Regions from separate parts of the Anser cygnoides genome. Here region 1 is linked to region 2. The links are chromatin contacts, called in public Hi-C maps. All regions are on one chromosome and are shown on one strand. Each heading gives the region's core, a stretch centred on a gene start, on an enhancer-like site or on the middle of the called end of the contact. The rest is flanking DNA. Distances are from core to core; before and after follow the strand shown. Region 1 overlaps SEMA3D (semaphorin 3D). Region 2 holds the start of SEMA3D (semaphorin 3D).

What was found. Hi-C and Micro-C count contacts between places; a contact is called where the count stands out from the background.
Region 1: a Hi-C map of liver shows a contact between it and region 2, with 2.4 times the contacts expected there. The contact joins the enhancer-like site here to the promoter of SEMA3D in region 2. A contact is called at or near these places in 3 of 7 Hi-C or Micro-C datasets (blood, granulosa cells and liver).

What each region holds. Positions count from the first base shown.
Region 1 is chr1:8,977,938-8,981,439 of Taihu_goose_T2T_genome, reverse strand. All of the region lies in intron 11 of SEMA3D (semaphorin 3D), which reads right to left. Among named protein-coding and RNA genes, the nearest start is that of SEMA3D, 110 kb to the right of the region's middle. Within about 2 kb of position 1,924, at least 1 of the 3 cell types and tissues checked has open chromatin away from gene starts, as enhancers often do.
Region 2 is chr1:8,866,479-8,869,765 of Taihu_goose_T2T_genome, reverse strand. It overlaps SEMA3D (semaphorin 3D), which reads right to left and starts at 1,782. Exons shown (of 18, transcript XM_013180442.3): 1 at 1,523-1,782.

The DNA.
Region 1 (3,502 bases), core at 675-3,174, 110 kb before region 2:
TTAATTCAGCAGTGCTGTTGTCTGCTGACAATTTTTAAACAGAATGATGCTCCCTGTGAACTACAAGAGTTTCGATTTCAAGCATGTCAAAAACCCCATTTTAAATGAGACTTGTCACATTTACCCTTAGACCCACTTAACAATGGGATTCAAACACACATAGGTTAGGTGCACAACAGGGACTTCATAACACTGACTGAAGTAGGCATCTGCTGGGGAGATTTTTCAGTTCCAGGCTGAAAACTTTCATGCTTTTCACAAGCAGAACTAAGCACCATACCAGTAAGGCACTCTCTTGGGATCATCTCAAGTAGCCAGTGTGAAACATAAAGGAATGGAATACTTCTTAAATCTCTCTCATTTTGGGGAATTAGATGCCTTAGCCTGGGCTTTCCTTCTGGTGGAGGTGTCCATTTGTTCTAGACACATGGACCAGAGCCATTCTGGGAGCTCCCCCCTCCTTCCTGTTTGAAAGTGTTTTCACTTTTCATGGGATAATTAGGTCTCAGCTTAGCCAAGAGTAGAAAGAATATTGCTCGGATGTTAACCAGGAATGGAGAAGATCTGTTTTCCACTGAAAAGCTCTCTATTTTATATTATATGCAGCAGGAAGTAGAGAACCAGACCCTCCCTCAGAGGGAATGTACTAACTGCAGCCAGGCGCTAATACTGACACTGTCCTTTTTGCTTATGATCTCAGCTAATTAATGTTTAACTACAAAGGAGTTAATATGGCCATATAAGCAGCATTCTCCTGCAGTGCAACGTAGAGCCTTCCAGACTCCAAATGAGCTTTGTTATCAGTGAACCATCAAGCAAAAAGCAGAGAAACAGAAGAAATACCTTCAGCTAGTCACTTCTGTGTTAAAAGAGGATCCTCCACCCAACCAACAAATTGAATTTTATGTGCATATAAGTTTAATGAGAAATGCAGAGTCTGAGGAATGAGCCACTGAGATGTAGCACTGAGGAACTGGTATGATGCCCAGAAGAACCTTAGAATATTGGGTACTTATAGTTTAGGATATTCTGTGATTTAGATGGCAGCCAAGAGATGACTCCTGGGGCTTAAGCATTTATGTGCTGCTGGAGACTCAGCACTAATCCATTCTGGAGAAGGCACTTGAGCTCCTGAGTGTCATAAAGACTGTGTGGCTTTTTCTCTGTAGTCTGATCAGAGCTTCACAAAACATTTTGCATTTGGACATGCCCCTCTAAAACTTTAGTGTTTCTCTAGAGGATGGACATAATGTGCCTGTCCATCCTGTAAAGATGTTCACAACAGCCTTGCAGCTTAAGCCTGAAAGAAGACAGGGGAGAGGAGATTGAGTCAGGTTCTGCTGGACACAGAAACAGCCAAAATTTTAAATGAAATCAACATCTAATCTCACTCTATCCCCCTAAATATGCACAAAATAAATAAATAAATAATAATCCCTAACATGATTTTTTTTTATTTTTTTATTTTTTATTTTTAGCTAGAGACTGTATTCCACTCGATGTATGGGGTTTGTTCTAATGTTTGTCTTGAACTCCTTGTATTGCTTTTCCATTTAACACACCTGTGTTGCTGATAGCAAAGGCTGACATAAGAGAACATTAATGTGAGGTTAACCATCTGAGACCAGCTAGGTGACTGAACTTGACTTTGTAGGTGGCACTTTGCAATTTTCTGCCGACCTCAGCACACTGGAAAGGTGACTGGGTTCACAGCCTTTTGAAAGGCTGCTATGAATTGAGAAGTGATTCATGTTGGGGAGAACATGTTGGTACGGAGGAGGAGGTGGAGGAGGCTTTCTCAGGAAAATAAACCTATAAAGTGAAACATTTCACTTAATTAAGCAGCCCCATTTACAGTGCTGAGATCAAAGGAGAGGGGAATTGGAGAAGCAAAGAATGCAGTCTATCCCATAAAAGATCAGGTGAAGGAGAAAGATAAGTCTAAAAATAACAAAGGAAACCTGTGCAACCCTCAGTGTTTTATGAACACACTTATTAAAGCAGGAAAATTAACCAGACGTGAGGACAGGGGGAGGCTTTTGGCAGACAGTATTTCTCTGTGGCTCAGCCAAGTCCCAATGGGATGGACACCACATCTTGATGAGCCTTTGCACTGGATTAGCAGAAGAAATAAAGGGATTTCACTAAAGAAAGGAAGAAAAAGCAACTGAGAAAGACAAGAAAAATTGAGGAAGATCACAGAAAGATCTGAGGGTAAAGGAACTTACTTTTTAAAAAAGAGAGAGAGAACAACAAAGAATATAGAAGCTCAGAAGCATATATTGGTATTCAGATCTGGAGTGGAAAGAGGTGAGATATAACACCACAAATGGAGAAAAGCAATAGCTTCTGTACTGGGCTGCTTCTTGTAGCTAAGAAGTCAATTAAACTGCAAGATTCTTACTTTGCTGATCCAGAAATCTAGATCCATTGTACTCAGTCTTGCCTTGAATAGCAATTAAATACCTAGGCACTATGACATACCAGACTGTGTGTTAATCTGCATCTTTAAACATTGATGTTCCTCTCAAAATCTGGTCTTGGTACAGTAGTTACAGTTATATAAATAGGCTAGAACTGCTGCTTTCTTCTAATTCACTGAAAATCTTATTTAAAAGATTGAACATCTTCTGTGATTACTAGGAGGGTGTTATGAAAACTCCGGTTCAGAACACAGAACACATTTTAAAGAAAGTCCTTGATGATTTCTTTATCAAAGGATAATTTCCTGGGTGAAACCCTAAAAGACTGCAAGAAAACTGGACTTGTTATTTGGGGACAGCTGCAGATATGCAAGTCCAATTTTGAGGCATCTAAAGAAGAAAAAGCAAAAGCTTTCTTGGTGTTCAAATAGCCCTTTGTACCAGGCTGCCAGCTGCTTGATTCTTTTGTCTCTCTCTCTCTGTCTCCCCCTTTTTTTTTTTTTTCATCTTCCAAACTGAAATAGATTTCAAGCCTTGCTTCCATTTAATTTTCACCATTTCCACTTGCTCTTTAACACTGCTGGGAGAAATTGGAGTAGAATTGCTGCATGCTTTGCAGCATCTGATCACGAGTCAGCCTGGCCAGGGTCTCGCAGGACGCCAGAGGGCAGGCAGACCCCACTGCATCGCCCTCATGATGCTCAGCATTGCCAAGGCATGATGTCATGGTCATGCTGGGAGTTTATCTCCAACACAAATTGCCACAGGAAGCATTTTGTCAAAATTTCAATATCAAAGTGGTCACAGCCCCTATAGTGAACAGCTTTATTTACTTAGGAGATAAAGGCAGCTGAGCAAAAAGTTAAGTTAGGGTAAGCAGTCCCTAGCTTCTGTGTAAATGCTGAAAAGGAAGTCAATGCCTCTTGCAAAGCTAAACATCAAAGGAAATGCATTTCCTAGTACTGCCATTTTTAGACTTTGCCAATAACTTAAAATATTAGAAATATAAAATAGGGCAGTTTTGGCTATGCTAAGCTTTATGCAAGACTTAAGTAGAGCTAAAATTTCAAAAATGCTCT
Region 2 (3,287 bases), core at 533-3,032:
GCAGTGCACCTACCACTCTGTTCACCCAGCCCTGAGAACCCCTGTTGGACTGATCCAGTGGCAAGAAGAAGGAAAGTAAATTTAGTTCCTGGATCTCAGACTAGTCTGGATGTCCAAGCCAAAATAAAGTTCAAATAAAAGTGAAGCCAAGCTGCTCTGCCTGATCAAGGCTGAGCAGGACTTGTTTTGGAAACTTTAAGAAAGAAGAGGTATGACATCTGCAGAATTTGGGTACCTCTGTCTGGCAGTAAGACTATAATTATGGTTTAAAATACCCAAATTCCTCTTCAGAAAGATTGTTCAGAAAGATAGCTGGGAATGACCTTGGTCCCTATACACCTTGCAGGAAACGATGACCAGTACTTTTCTGGATCAGGCCTGTAGTAAGCTAAATGAGCTAACTAAAAGGCAGATGAAAGTCACATCAACTATACTAATGAGAGTTTGAAAAACGCTATTAAAATATTGCACATTATAGTAAATCACATACTAATGGTTAACAGCAAAATCAAATCACTTTAGCTATTGCATAGATCAGCAAGTTAAGTAGTAAAAAAGAGAAAGTGGCATGATAAAATCCTTGCAAAAGTTGTACTCTGCATCTTCATGACCTCTGTAAGAGCCACAGATGCAGGGCTGAGCTGCTGCTTTCTCAGCAAAGTGCTCTCTGCTGATGGTCACATTGCCCCATTGATCTCTATTGTTCTTGGACAAGTATTGCCATTTCAAACCAAAAGGATTTTTATTTTATTTTATTTTTAAGGAAACGTAGGTGTCTGCTTTATGATTCTTCAGTACAGTCACCAATTACCTAAAGCTCTCGGAAATGTTTCCTTTCTAGTAGTGACAACTTTCGTTTTGTAATATTCGCTGCAAAACAAGGAGCTTTACCCCCCTTTGTGTTATTGCACAAAGCGAAAGAGGAGTTGTCAGTGCCAAAGAAGAATAACCTCATTCCACCGAGCACCCCAGGCCAACCAGGTGCTCTGCTGCTCCAAGTGATGGACACATCCAGCAGAGTCGCGCTCATGGCAGCGCTGGAGGACTCTGCAGGACTCTGCGGGAAAGAAGGGATTTTGCCACCCCTCCAGCAAGCAACAGTTTGGCTGATGCACTTGAGCCACCTATCCCCACCCTGCCCTTTGCAATACCCCCAGAAACCTACACGAAGCAGAAGGGTGCCGGTGCTGCACGACCCAACCCTCTCCCTCCCTCCGCACCGCACCCAGCCCCGCAGCCTTCAACCCCCGCTCCCCAAAACTGCAACCTCCTCGCCCCGACCCCAAAACCCCATTTCTGCTTGCTCTTCCGGGGCAGAGCCGAGGGATGCCCCGCATCCCAGCTGCGCCTCCCAGCTGCTGGATGACAGCCGGGCAGGTGGCCCCCGGGGGGGGGACAAGCACGGGTACGTGTGTGTGTGGGGAGAGGGACCCCAGGCACTTTTCCCCACCACCACCACCCCTTTCCTCGGAGGCGAAGCGCGGCGCAAAGTGGCGGGGGTCCCGCGGGGGCCGCCTGGTACCTGCCGGGGAGCCGGAGCGGCGGCGAGGTGCAGGGTGAGCCCGGTGCGGGGCCGGGGCCGGTGGCTGGGTTTTGGTAGGCGTTGCGAGAGAGTCGAGCTCCTCCCCGACGGCGCCGGCGGCGACGGAGGGTCTCGCTCCTTCTGCGCCGAGTGTCAGACTTTCCCCTGGCTTCCCTTCCTCCATCCCCGCCACCCCTTTCCACTCCCTCGCACGCACATGCACACCCCTCCAGCAAATGGGCTGCTTGGCGTGTGTGTGTGTGTGTGTGTGGCTGTGTGTGCGTGTGGGTGTATGTCAGCCAGCCCAGCCTCACACCCACTGCTGCTGCTCCCGGAGCCGGGCATAGCCCCGGCCACCGGGCAGTATTCGGGGTGGCATTTTGCTCCGTGAAAAGCAGCTCAGCGCACCCACGGACACGGCAGCAGCATGCCCACCGCGCTGAGATCGGGCACAAGGGGACTCGCGCACTCATGGCACTTTCCCCTGGACCACAGACCTTGCCTGCTCTTGCAGGATCCCCTGTGCGTTTGCAACAGGAGCATCTCACCCTAATACTGCACTCGCCCTGCACAGGTGCTGGTCCAGATCATAAAGTCTAAAGCAGCCTCAGGTCCTCTCACCTTATTCCCATGGCACGTTGCTGCCAGGGAAGGTCACTAGGTGGTAGACTGGGAGTTAAAAAAAAAAAAAAAAAAAAAAAAAAAAAAAAAAGGGCAAGCTTGCCACACTCTCTGATAAGGAGAAAAGAGCTGGGCAGTGGCCCAGTGCTGGGGGTTGGTGCACGTTTATGGGAAGCCCTTGTGCAAAGCTGCCAGGGATACATTTGCTTTTGCATTTATTTTTGTTTGCCCATGGAATATGCTACATCAGTGGTTCTCCAGCTTTCGCATGTTGCACACCACTTCCTAAGAGAGAAATTCTCTCCTGGACTAACCCACTCCCACACCAAACCCTTCTCCCCAACACATTTCCTTCTGTGGCTGCCCAAGGAAGAGCCTTTCTGCCCACAGGCTGAGAGCCATTCAACACATGGCACAGATAGTATCAGACCCTTCCAGACAAGACACACTGGGGCTCTTTCAAAAACTGCGTTTCCGTTAGTGAAGAGCTCAGATTGAAAGTCTTCAGCTGGTGACTCAGTTGCAGAACAGACCCCAACTGTTGCTCCCTTGAAATAACAGCAGAATCAAAGAAGTCCAGAGGCATATATTGGAGTTTCCACTGCATTACCCATGGCATCAGAACTTCATCCTCACCTACCATTCAAGTCAGATGGGTGGTCTCGGTGTACAGTGTAGAATCTAAATGCCTTTTTTTTTTTTTTTTTTTAATTCATCAAAAGCTGGCTTGACACGTTTTTATCTAGTTTTTTAAACAGTTTGTTACTACAGTACTAAACTGTTGTTTTTGTAAGTTCTGTACACGGAGATACACAGACTCTGCTTGTCTACATGTGTCTCATATGCCCACAAAATAAATGGAGCAATTCAAAGACAGGTTGTTCCATAGCTGCCTTTGATTTCTTCTGTTTTAAGGCCTCCAAAAGGGAGGCCTGATTCTATTCCTGATTTTCCATATTCATTTCATTATCATCAACAAAACTTTCCACTGGTTTAATCCCTAGATTTGATAAAATTATCATTGTGATAGGTAGGATGCAGTTCAGAGCAGAGTTTATGTTTTAAATTCCTATTGAATAATTACTGCATTTCACCTTGTTTCCGGATCCTGACTGACCATCACAGACACTTTTTTAGTAACTGC